Regions from separate parts of the Mus musculus genome. Here region 1 is linked to region 2. A link is a contact called in public Hi-C data. All regions are on one chromosome and are shown on one strand. The core of a region is the stretch at or near the end of the contact, and the rest is flanking DNA. Distances in the headings are between cores, read along the strand shown. Region 1 overlaps Cep152 (centrosomal protein 152). Region 2 overlaps Fbn1 (fibrillin 1).

Region 1 (6,194 bases), core at 571-3,070, 290 kb before region 2:
GAGCGTTGTCTCTGCTGACTTGACGATCTCACTGGGATGTGGGGGAGGGTTCCCAGTGGGTTTGGAAACCTTCCTTGTAGGAATGGTTGGTACAAATGTTGGCAAAGCCCACATGGCTCTCAGGACAACCCCTGGCTTTGTCTACTCTAGGACAACCACTTCCGTCCAGTCTTTGGTCATTGCAGGACAGGTCATGATCAAAGCTGTGCCTCTTTATCTGTTCCCATGCTTGCCATCACCACTTCAGGAGAGGGACTTAGACCAGAAGGTAGAATAGAATCTTGGATCTGTGCAAAATGAGCTTCCGGTTCCAAACCATGAGCTATATTTACTGTGACTCCTCCCCATACTCTGGAGTGTCTGTCTACCTGGCAGTGTTTATATGGCATCCCCTTTGTAAACTTGTGATCAATTGGCTCAGCAATATTTGTAATAAGGAGTCAAATACTTGTACCCAATCTGTATTATTTTATAATCCAATTGCTATTTCTAATTGGAAGAGTGCAACAAAAGACAGGTTCACAGCAAAAGTGAGAGAGCAACAAAGAATTTCCCATGATCCCACCTCCTACCCCTGGGCTTAGTTCCCTTGTTCTCACAGCTTGACTTTCACATGCTCATGGGATGTGTATAAACTATAACTTCGTATAAACTTAAGGCACTCAGTTTGTTGACACCCACAGGGTAACTTGCTGGGATGTCAAGAGTACATGGACTATGTAGGTCTCACTGGGAGCGAGCAGCATCTCTACGATATTGAGCGTTCCTACCACAAAGATAGAGTATCTGTCCAGTTATTTAGTTCTTTATTGATTTTGCCAGAGTTTTGTAGTTTTATATTTCTACTAAAGGCCCTCATTTTTGGAGTGGTATTGTAAAGGACATGACGGTTTTTAAATTTCATATTCTATTTGCTCCTTCCTCCCTTGGGAGACAGCGACTTTTTTTTTTAAAGATTTGTTTATATATTTTATGTGTATGAGTACACCATTGCTTTCTTCAGACACACCAGAAGCTCCCATTACAGATGGTTGTGAGCCACCATGTGGTTGCTGGGAATTGAACTCAGGACCTCTGGAAGAGCACTCAGTGCTCTTAACCACAGAGCCATCTCTCCAGCCTAGACAGTGACATTCTGTAGTAGCTTCCTTGCACTCCTGCAATTGCACACTCGTTTAGTGGTTTCCCTCCTGGTGTTCTGTGTAGCAGAGCAGAGCATTCATGGACAAAGCTTTAGTGTCTCTTTGCTGTCTGTGTTCCTTTTATTTTCCTTTCTTACCATAGTGCATTGGTGAGAACTTGTAACATGATGCTCCAAGGCAAGGAAGGGCATCACTTCCCTGGTCCTCACCCTTGTGGGAAAGTTCCAGGTTTTCCTGTTAAGTATGCCAGTCTCAGAAAGTTTATAAGGCTTAGTTTTCTTTTAAATCACAAATGGATGCTAGCTGTATTTTGAAAGATAGAGTTCAACACAGAGACTGCCCAGTTGCATGTAATGGGAGGTGTGACAGTCTGACACAGCTGAGTTTTTGAAGGTCTGTGTGTGCCTGGTGCCATTTGAGAACTACATGGTAATAACCTATTATAACCTAGAGCTATATAGGTTATAACCTATTATAGACCTAGAGCTTTCCTTAAACACCAGGTCTTTCTATGTAGAAAAGACTGTATATACAACTTATTGTAACAACTCAAAACTGCCGTGACCTCTAGACCGTGAGTCTGAGTGTCTCGCCGTCCCTCACGACAGGCGTTTGTGTGCATTCCCATTAGCTCATCGTGCTGCAGGCATGTTATGCTGGCTTGTTAGAACCGTGCTTCCCAAGCTGGCTGGGGAGCAGCAGCAGCGTGCCAAGAACTTTGCAGCACTAAATAAACAGGCACTGCCTTCCAGAAGCTTCATTTTGCTAAAACTCTGGTAGAAAAAATTTCAAGCAAACACAGCTGCATTGTGACATAGAATACAAAATGCCCAGGAGTTTCAAAGCAAAGCGAGAGCCCTCAGAGCCCCTTGCCTTCACACAAGGACACTCCTGTATTATTTACGTTTGGGGTGGGTATCACAGCATTCATGCTGAGAGCATTACTGAGGTTGAGGACGTGGAAGGGAATCTGGTACCAAAGGCCCATGTGCTCTCCCGTCAGAGCTCTTGCTAATGGTTCGCTTAGGGCTTCTCTGGTCGCTGAAGACTTGCTACACTGTTCTACCTCTTCCATGCTTTGATTGACAGTCACCCCGAGCAGCTTTTAGGCGAGAAGCAATGGTTGCTACAATGATGGGTTCTTCTACCTGGGCTTCAAACTCCCATAGCTCTTTACTTCCAAATATGTTTCCTTATTGGAGAAAAGTTTTCTGTATGCACAGTTTCTCTCCACATCTACATGTAGGGGACACTGATCTTGCCCCATAGTGTGTATTGTTTATATACCCTATTGTCACACACAACAGCTACCATGTCTTTTTGTCATTAATTTTTCAAGTATCATTATAATGCTTGTTATGCATAACATATTGCAGAGATGCCATCGGACAGAAATAAGATGTGTAACTGGTAGAAGGAGGAATATCGGTGAAACAGATTAGATTTAAAAGAAACCCAGAGGAGGGTAATGTTATTTTGGCTGCCCTGGACAGAGTGAGCAGAATAGAGTTCCCGAGTGTTCTTCTGTTTCCTGGTCTGAGGATTCGGATTCCATGGCTCAAAGTGGTTTGCCTACATTTGTATCGATACGTTAACACAGCATAAAATGCAAACAGGATTGTACCGTGTTTCCTTTGGCATGAGTAGACTCTGGTTTTAGAATAACAGTATCTTACAGGTGCCCTGTTAGCTGGGCCTCCCTCTCAGGTCACAAGTGTTCTTTTCCCATCCTGCGCACAGGCTAACCTGTGAAGGAGATCATACTACCAGGTGATGATTTTGCATCTGATGGTTTTAATTTCTACCAAAACTGATGGTGAAAATGACTTGCCGCCTTTTCTTCTGTTCAGGAAAGTATTTGCACGCGTTTGAAGGACCACGTGCAACAACTGGAGCGGAACCAGGAAGCAGTCAGATTAGAGAAGACGGAGCTCATTAATAGGCTGACGAGGAGTCTAGAGGACAGTCAGAAGCAATGTGCCCACCTGCTGCAATCAGGTGCGTGTCTTGTCGGGTGTCCCCAGGGCTACTGTGAAACAGGCTGGATCCCTGAACTACAGCTGTACTTGTTATTGTCATGTACGAGGGGGCGTGGGCTTGCATGTGCTTGTCATGGTTCACATGTAGACACTAGAGGACATCTTCCATAGTTGGTTCTCTCTTTTGCCCTGTGTTCTGGAGCTGAGACTCAGGTTGTCTTGCATCCTTCCCAACTGACTTGTATTGCAAGTGCCTTTACCCACAGAGCCATCTCACCAGCCCAGGTCCCTGAGGTATAGAAGAGCTAGAAGACACAGAAAAGTCCACTAGTGGTCAGTTTCTTTTTAGAAAGGATTATATGTGCAGTTCATATTAAAGGTGCGGTTCATTTCTGTTATGTAATCTGGAATACAGGCGTGTGTAATATTCTAAATAAACATCAGCTGCAGTCCTCTGAGAAACTAGTGCTGTGGTGCCTGAAACTGCTTCCCACTGAGGAAGGGGAGTACTCGCCAGGTGGCGCTCTGCTTCCACAGATGCAGAAATCCTGTCCTCAGCCACCTTTGACTATGAGAGCTCACTGTATTTGCCTGTTTTAGACCCAATATTTGATTAAGTATTTCCGTCTTTTTGTTTAACTTCAGATTGTTTATCCACTCACGGTGATCAGTGGACACTGAGTTACATTTTTGTCGCTATGAATATTTGAGTGTGGCCTCTGTGGTATCTGAGACGAGCTTCCTATACTTTTTGTGGCCCTGGTACCTTTAATTATTTTTATAAAATGACATTAAAGGCACTAAAATGTCAAGTTGATACACAGGCTGTGGACTAGATAAAAGTCAACCTCATTTCTGGTTGACAAAATCAGTCATCAGTGCTTTTTTAATTAACTCATAGACGTACAAGTCACATTTTGGCATATGAGGTAGTGAGCCAGTTTGGCATATGAGGCAGTGAGCCAGTTTGGCATATGAGGCAGTGAGCCAGTTTGGCATATGGGGCAGTGAGCCAGTTTGGCATATGAGGTAGTGAGCCAGTTTGGCATATGAGGCAGTGAGCCAGTTGGGCATATGAGGTAGTGAGCCAGTTGGGCATATGAGGTAGTGAGCCAGTTTGGCATATGAGGTAGTGAGCCAGTTGGGCATATGAGGTAGTGAGCCAGTTTGGCATATGAGGCAGTGAGCCAGTTGGGCATATGAGGCAGTGAGCCAGTTGGGCATATGAGGTAGTGAGCCAGTTTGGCATATGAGGCAGTGAGCCAGTTTGGCATATGAAGTAGTGAGCCAGTTGGGCATATGAGGCAGTGAGCCAGTTTGGCATATGAGGTAGTGAGCCAGTTTGGCATATGAGGTAGTGAGCCAGTTGGGCATATGAGGTAGTGAGCCAGTTGGACATATGAGGTAGTGAGCCAGTTTAGCATATGAGGTAGTGAGCCAGTTTAGCATATGAGGTAGTGAGCCAGTTGGGCATATGAGGTAGTTGGAACAGGGACTGTGGTTTGATCAGGGAGAAAGCACTAAAGTTAACGGCTGTGTGTGCTCTGCTGAGGACCAGATTTGGACCCTGTTCCCTTTAGGCTCTCCTGGCCCTGCTTCCCCTTGCCATGACTTAGTGAGTCGTTCCTTGACTGTTAAAGACTCTGAACTGTGAATACTTCCCCCAGCTGTTTCTGAGAGGCCTGTTTTCATTTAAAGAAACCCTCAAACCACCCTTTCAACTAGAGTCTCTACTAGTACATTTCAGATATGAGTTTGCTGGGGATGGGGAGGTAGCTCAGAAGTAAAGGGCACTTCTGCTATTGCAGACGACTAGAGTCCCATTCATAGTACCCATGGAGTGCACAACTGCCTGCAAATCCAGCCCCAGGGAACCTGACAGCCCCTTCTGGCCTCTGTGGGTGGGTGTGTACACAGAAGAACTCACTCTGTCTGTCTGTCTGTCTGTCTCTCTCTCTGTCTCTCTGTCTCTCTCTCTCTCTCACATACACACACACACACACACACACACACACACACTAATACAAATCTTTCAGAGAGTAGTAGTTTTATGTGTGAGTTGGGCCTGTTGAAAATAAAAGCAGTTTACAAGGCAGCAAAATTCAGTTTAATTGCAGGGCAGAAATGGTAGGGTGGGACTTTCTTGGCTCCTGTAACTGGAACCTTATGTCCCCACTAGATGACTCCTGGGCTGCTGTGTTCTGTAGATGCAGCAGCGGTAACCAGGCTTACAGGGTCCAGGGCCTTGGGCTCCTGCAGGACTGGATCTCAGATACACAGGGCTTTGATGGCTCCCATGGCTCCCTATCCGTATGGCCCTGAATCATAATAGTGAAGCAGACTCCACGCCAAACTGTGGTGGCTCCCAGGCCTGTAGACATGCACCTTCTTTCAGCGACATACCCTATGTCTCTCTCGCAGGCTCTGTGCAGGAGGTGGCTCAGCTACAGCTACAGTTGCAGCAAGCACAGAAGGCCCACGTCCTAAGTGAGAGCATGAATAAGGCTTTGCAAGTGAGTACTGTCTCAGGAGAGACTTAGGCAATGCTGTCTATCGTACCTTTTTTGAACCTTAGGTTTCTCTGTGGTAAAAGTGGCTTAGACCATCTTCAGACCAGCCAGGGAAGTTTTTCAGGATCTCGCTGACACCACTGTTAGTTAGACCTAGGTGTTCTAGCCCAGTTCTGATGAGCTGCAGAGCCAGGCCTCTGCCTCCTCCTGCCAGTCTGTCCACTGTCCCTCCTGGCTCTGCAGGTGTATCCTGGAGACCAGAGTCTCTACAGGTATGTGGCATATTTAACTGGGCCCTGTTTCTCACAGATCCTCTGTCACTGTAATTTTCCTGAAAGGTAACGAAGGTGCTGGAGAGGAGCTCTAGTGTTTCTTCCACTGAAGGAGGTGCTAGGCCTGCTGATCCTGCAGGCAGAGCATAGCACACTCCTTTAGATAGAGTATAGTACACTCCTGCAGGCAGAGCATAGCACACTCCTTTAGATAGAGTATAGCACACTCCTGCAGACAGAGCATAGCACACTCCTTTAGATAGAGTATAGCACACTCCTGCAGACAGAACA
Region 2 (6,618 bases), core at 1,408-3,907:
AGTGGGATCATTGTGGGCCCTGATGACTCAGCAGTTGGTGAGTGCCCAGCTAGGTCTTCCCTGCCTCTTTGTCCTTCCTCTGGGTCTTATTTCTCCTTATCTACCTGGGAGAAATAATCTCTTCTATTTGACGTCTTATCATGTGGATTTTAGTTGTATTGTGATATTAGATATTCACTTACTGAAAACTGACATGACAATAGTTTAAGAAAAATACCTTGGTTTTTTATTGTTTTTTCTTTCTCCACTTAAGATATGGACGAATGCAAAGAACCTGATGTCTGTAGACATGGGCAGTGCATTAACACAGACGGCTCCTATCGATGCGAGTGTCCTTTTGGTTATATTCTGGAAGGGAATGAGTGTGTGGGTGAGTAGTGATTCAGTCCCTTCCTTTGAAATTGTTTTATGCAAAAATTGAGCGATTTGGCTTTTACTGAACCAAGGTACGAGTCATGTTCTGTTCCTCCACTGAGGGCTTCTTCATTTAGACTCCTAGCCAGTCCCCACCCTGTGCTGGGTAGGGAGCTACTACAGTGAACCAAGCAAGGATAGTCCTTCCTTGCATGGCCCTTGTAGTCTAACTTGGAAGGCAGTATCTCTTAGGACAAGAGATACTTGTCCTAAGAGATACTGAAAAGGACAACAGAACAGAAGAGTGTCCTAAGAGATACTGAAAAGGACAACAGAACAGAAGTCTTAGTGAAAATTAAAATATACTGTTAGTGCCCATAGTTTATACTTTCAGTATGTAAAAACACCAAGTTTCCTATGCATCTTGTATATTTGGTAATATGGAAGGCCAACCACCTTATTCAGTGTCTTATTTTAGCCTTTCCATTAAAATGTCTAAGGATGGCTTCTATGTGGACCACTTACTCTTAATTCTTTTCACTATATGCTAGAATTAAATATGTCCAAGAACTCTAACAAAGTATTCCTGTGACAGTGTGATCAACACTGAATGTCCATGTGTGCAGATTAAAAAGTACTGTCTTCATATAAAGAGAGGGGGTCTGAGGACTGTAGCACGAGCTAAGGGTGGGATATAAGTATATTCAACCTCTCCCACCTTGGGGGTACTACTATGCAAGTGAAATGGTTTGTGTCTAATTACCCTGGCAGCTCTAAACTGCAATGATACCATTGTTTTTATTAAATCAGAGAAGACGCAGTATTCTGGACTAAATGTGAGATTTAGTAACCTAACAGGAACAAATTTTATCGATGTTAGTGTTTTGGAATCTTCAGTTTGCGGCTGTGTATGTGCAAAAGGATTCTCCTCTCCTAGAAAGAGTGACCGTTGAGGAGAGCCTGCTGTGTTCCTCGGCTTCAGATATCTAAAATAGCAACGTTATCTCTAAAATTAGAGTTCTTTCTTTCCCAAGGGAAAATATTCTCCCTAAGGCCGAGGCCGGAAACAAGAACAGTGGACGATCCAGATGGATGGGTTAGGAGGCATCTATACTTTTTAGGGATTTTTTTTTTTGGTAAAATATTTTCTCTCTCCACAGTTGTTTAGAAAGACCATGACCTAAACATGTTTTCTCTCTCTCTCTCTCTCTCTCTCTCTCTCTCTCTCTCTCTCTCTCTCTTTTTTCCCTAGTCTTTTCTTTTTCTGCCTAATGTAAACCACCTGGTTTTAACAGAATCAACAAAATCTACTTGAATGTTGGGTTTTTTTATCCAGTATATTCTATTTAATCTTAGGTAATTTTCTATTTTATATCTGGCAAAACTCCATCATATGTAAGCCTTTTTGTGTAGTGATGTGAAGTGGGACCAACTGGAGACTTTGTCTTTGAGCCAGCAGAAACCCCTGGCTGCATATAGGAGCCTTATTTTAGCTATTAGGACATCTACTCCCAGGACAGTCTGCAGAAAGCCACTTGGGCGGTGTAAGGGCTAGACATCCATCTCTCTCACTGTCTCTGCCTTTGAGCAAGTGCAAACTCCAGCTAGAAACCAGTGGTCAGCAGGTTTCCCTCCTTGCAAGAACAGGATAACTGAGCAAGACAACACAGATCCAAGAACTCAGACAGAATGAAAAGTGATATCAGAGCCTTAGCTCCATTTTATCTGCACTCATTTTATCTCCACTTTGGATCACTGGCAGATACCGATGAATGCTCTGTGGGCAATCCTTGTGGAAATGGGACCTGCAAGAATGTGATTGGAGGTTTTGAATGTACCTGTGAGGAGGGGTTCGAGCCTGGCCCAATGATGACTTGTGAAGGTAAGTAAGGGTCTCGGATACAGAAGAGACAGTTGCCTATACTGACCATGGGAGCAGCTGTTTGATTGTAGTTCTTAAGATCAAATACCTTTCAGGGCATGGAGAGTTAAGAACATCTGAGCATGGCAGGCTGTTGCATCATTCTTCTCTGTGACCTCATATGGTCAGGAAATATAAAGAAAACAATAGAGGTGACTTGTGGCAGAAGTTATATTGTATATAACGGAATGCTCACTAGTGTGTCTTTCTGCTTACATCTCAATACAACTCCTCATTTACTACCTCCTGTCTTATTACTCTCTATTTCCTTTGTTGTTTTTGTTTCCAAGGCTCTTCTCCCCTCCCCCACCTCTTTTGTATTCTCCTGCTCTCCTCTTAGAAACATCTGCTCACAGAGCTAGATAACCACTGACATCCTGTGGTCATCTGGAGGCAATCCCAAAGGAGAGGTTGCCTAACCCATAGAGGCATCTGAAAAGTATTTGTCAGTGTGACTGCCTGGAAGGAAGTATGGAAAAGAAAGAAAAACTAGGGAGTGCCAAAGAGTGGTTGGTCCCTCGACTATTTGCCTCATATTCCCCTGGGATGCAAGCTTTCTGGCCTCATCTTCGACCACTAAATCACAAACTCTAAAAGCAGAGCCCAGCAGCTGTCCAGATGATCCACAAGCTCTTCATGATAGGGTTCCCTGGTGTAGGAAAAGAATGGGGGAGGGGAAGGGAAAGTGGTATTAAAGGGATCCCTTCATCAGAGATATGGACTGTTGGTACCTTCAGAGTGTTGTGAGCCTTTTAAGGCTGTGGTTCAAAGCTGGCCTGGATGCTCAGTCCTGTCCTTCATACACATTGTTGTTCTTGGGGGACAGCATGATCATCGAAGAGGTTTGGTTTCACCCTCTCGCTTTTGAAAACATGTCCTGACATTTCTAAACCATGCACTCTAGAAAAGTCATTTTTCCCAGTAGAGGGCATCTGTGTAAACTGAGTTTCTCTAAGTATAAAATGACCAGAACACTCTGTTTGAGCCCAGAATCCCTGTTGTCTCATAGGAACCTCTTTGTTTGGGGAAGGAGAGGTTACTAAGAGTATTAGAGAGCTTGGCTTCTTTTTGACCACAACTTCTTTAGTTAAAGGAAGCAAAGATGATCTATAGTTCATGTACAAAGGAAACGGCAACTGGTCAACCTGAGTCTTCCAACTATGCAAAGTGGACCTGTTGTTCCTCATTCACGTAAATCCATAATTACACCAGGACAGCAAGCTTGAGAGATGTACTGGGAGATCCGGAGCATACATCCACCATATTTATACCAGCTATAAAATAATCAACTCATTTTTATAATTTTCTGGATCCCTCCCATGCCTATGATAAGGAAGGCTTTTGACTTTTAGTAAAAGCACATTTCTCTCTTTTTGACATTCTTGGTGCTGTTGGCTCATTCTTTTACGTTCTCTTACTACAGATATAAATGAATGTGCCCAGAATCCTCTGCTCTGCGCCTTCCGCTGTGTAAATACCTACGGGTCCTATGAATGCAAATGCCCTGTTGGATACGTTCTCCGAGAAGACAGGAGGATGTGTAAAGGTGAGGGCCCATTTTAGTCCATTTAGTCCTCAGAATTATAAATGCTTCAACAAGCAAGTATGAATCATAAAGCAAAGAAGTCCAGGAAGGGCTCCCATAGCATCTTTGTTTCTGATAAGGTCATCGGTTTATTGGAAAGCAGTTTTCTCACCAAGTCCAAAGGCGGTTAGAAGATTCCCTTCCACGTTTAATATATCAATTCCCCATACATACAAAAGGAAATAAGCTCAACGCTAAGATGACGGAGATGATAGTTTAAAGGACAAGCCTGCAGTGGAGCTTGTTTTAAAGTTGTGATTACACATCTTTCCAGATGAGGATGAGTGTGCAGAGGGAAAACACGACTGTACTGAGAAGCAAATGGAGTGTAAGAACCTCATTGGTACCTACATGTGCATCTGCGGCCCTGGGTACCAGCGCAGACCCGATGGAGAGGGCTGCATAGGTAAGACTGTCTCTGGTACAGACCGCTCAGCATTGAAATAGCCGAGGGCAGAAGTGACCTGAGCTCTGAGTCAGGTTGGTGACGTGCTCCTTCCTCTTAATCAAATGTCACAACTCACTGTGGAGAGGCCTTACTGTTCTCTCCTCTGGGCTGGCCTGTCCCTATTCTCTTGGCCTGTATTGCTGCCAGGGTCACCCACCTTTGGCCCTTGCCCGTTGTTCATGTAGCCGTCCAGGAGGTAGATCTTCACACTGACTTCCCTCACCACTCTATGGACTCCGTTGTCTTACTAACGTCCTGTGCTAGGGCTATTTTTAAGCCAGGGCTCTAACTTCAAGAAACCCCCGCTTTCCTTGAGGTAGGTCCAAGTGCTGCTTTTTTGAATGTCCCCAGGTGATCCAAATGTGTATCAAATGTTGAGAACCACAACCCTAGGCCAGGGAATGGCAAGCTTCAGCTTCCAATCAAATCCAACCCTCTAGCCTGCCACTTCTTTTGTGAATAAAGTTTTATTAAAACACCTCATGCCCCATAGCCTCCCGGGCAGCTGGGGTTTCTGGCCTGGCCCATCAAGTTCGGCTGAACAGTGGGGTTTTTAACTAGTCTTCATGTGGCTCTGGGTGTTGTTTCCACATTCTCTGCCCCTCTCAGGGAGCTCTGTGTTCTAGAGACTCAAAGCTATTCTCAAATGAGAGAGAAACTGGGGAAGTTAGTTCGTGATATTCAGATCTAACCAATCACCAAAAGTAATCCAGATATTTTAATGTTTTAAAAACCTGTTAAATTATGGTTTATTGTTTCCTCAATAATATTGCTTTGTTACAAACAAGTCATGTTGAATCTGAAGATCAGTCCAAACTAATGTTACTGTGTCGACGCAACTTACTGGCATCATTCTGATGAAGTAATGTATCTCTTTAAAATGACAGTCAACCTTCAGTTCTCCCTCCAGTATGTGATCTCACCTTTCAGGAATCTTCTTTATATACAGATGGGGCAAAATTTAAGTAAAAAAAATGTGTGCCCAAAATGCTGCCGTTTGCATTTAGATATATCAAAATATGCTCAAGGTTGCCTTAGAAGAACAAAGAAAGAGAGGGAGAGGGAGAGGGAGAGAGGGAGAGAGAGAGGGGAGGGAGAGAGAGAGAGAGACTGCTTTTATTGCACAATCCCTCTCGGAAGGGGACTCAGAAGTTGACTCTGGAAGAGTGTTTTGGTGGCTGAGGAATACAGATGACAGGGAGACCTTGATTTTTTAATTCCTGGTCGTTCCAGGATTTCCAGCTTTTCACCATGTAGATAGATTACTCGTTTGCAAAGAAAACTGAGAGAGTGCGTGAAGGAAGAAAGGAAGGAAGGAAAGAGGGGAGGAGGAAAGGAGAGAAGGAGAAAGAGAAGAAGGGAGGGAGGGAGGGAGAGATCAAGGGGAAAAAGTCAACCTTTTAAACAATGTCTCATGAGTCCTGTTCACTGTCTCCACAGATGAGAATGAGTGTCAGACCAAGCCCGGGATCTGTGAGAATGGGCGTTGCCTCAACACCCTGGGTAGCTACACTTGTGAGTGTAACGATGGCTTCACAGCCAGCCCCACTCAGGATGAGTGCTTGGGTGAGTATCTGAAACTGGCTGCAACCTTCCCTCACACTCCAAAGCATTGTTTCTGGTTTGAAATAAGAGAATATGCCAAAAAATGTGAAGGAGCTGAAAGCAGTCATCCTTGGGAGATGACTTAGTGACCAAGTGTATCTTGGGCTCAGGACCTCCCTACAGCAAAATTCTGCCTTTGCTAATTGCACATGGGATTGCTAGCTTGGGGTTTCCTTCTTGCTGCCCTTTAAGGCCTTTGCGACCAGGCCCACTTCCGTATGTTTTTGCCCCCTTTTCTATAGCATGGCTGTTGCAACTGTTCTTCCACATGTCTGGGGCACAAAGAGTTATAAGCTTGTCTGCACCAATGCCTTTCTGCCAACTCACAGATTTCTTGTCTTGTTTCCGTCAGACGCCTCCTTTCTCTCTCCCTGCTGTTTCCAGCTTTCGCTTCTTGCTCCTCTTCACCCAGGGTAAAGTGTTACATCCTTTTGGTTTTTATATCTGACTAAATTCCTAATGCCCCATGCACACAGAACAGTCCCTCAATTCCTCTTTACCTCGGAATGTCTCTTCCAGACAACCGGGAAGGGTACTGCTTTTCGGAGGTCTTGCAAAACATGTGCCAGATTGGCTCAAGCAACAGGAACCCCGTCACCAAGTCCGAGTGCTGCTGTGATGGAGGGAGAGGCTGGGGACCCCACTGTGAGATCTGCCCTTTCGAGGGCACAGTGGCTTACAAGAAGCTCTGTCCCCACGGCCGAG

What was found. Hi-C and Micro-C count contacts between places; a contact is called where the count stands out from the background.
Region 1: a Hi-C map of uterus shows a contact between it and region 2, with 3 times the contacts expected there. The contact joins two enhancer-like sites. A contact is called at or near these places in 1 of 15 datasets of contacts at CTCF or cohesin (the NIH/3T3 cell line), 9 of 484 Hi-C or Micro-C datasets (the Ba/F3 cell line, the N1E-115 cell line, brown adipocytes and 4 more) and 1 of 115 datasets of contacts at active chromatin or transcription factors (vascular smooth muscle cells).

What each region holds. Positions count from the first base shown.
Region 1 is chr2:125,602,282-125,608,475 of GRCm38.p6, reverse strand. It overlaps Cep152 (centrosomal protein 152), which reads left to right. Exons shown (of 28, transcript NM_001081091.1): 10 at 2,993-3,140; 11 at 5,543-5,634. Among named protein-coding and RNA genes, the nearest start is that of Cep152, 20 kb to the left of the region's middle. Within about 2 kb of position 1,820, at least 33 of the 459 cell types and tissues checked have an H3K27ac peak or open chromatin away from gene starts, as enhancers often do. A contact at or near this core is called in uterus, where this site is marked.
Region 2 is chr2:125,314,615-125,321,232 of GRCm38.p6, reverse strand. It overlaps Fbn1 (fibrillin 1), which reads left to right. Exons shown (of 66, transcript NM_007993.2): 52 at 1-37; 53 at 254-370; 54 at 2,117-2,236; 55 at 3,699-3,821; 56 at 4,135-4,266; 57 at 5,749-5,874; 58 at 6,433-6,618. Among named protein-coding and RNA genes, the nearest start is that of Dut, 70 kb to the right of the region's middle. Within about 2 kb of position 2,657, at least 21 of the 459 cell types and tissues checked have an H3K27ac peak or open chromatin away from gene starts, as enhancers often do. A contact at or near this core is called in uterus, where this site is marked.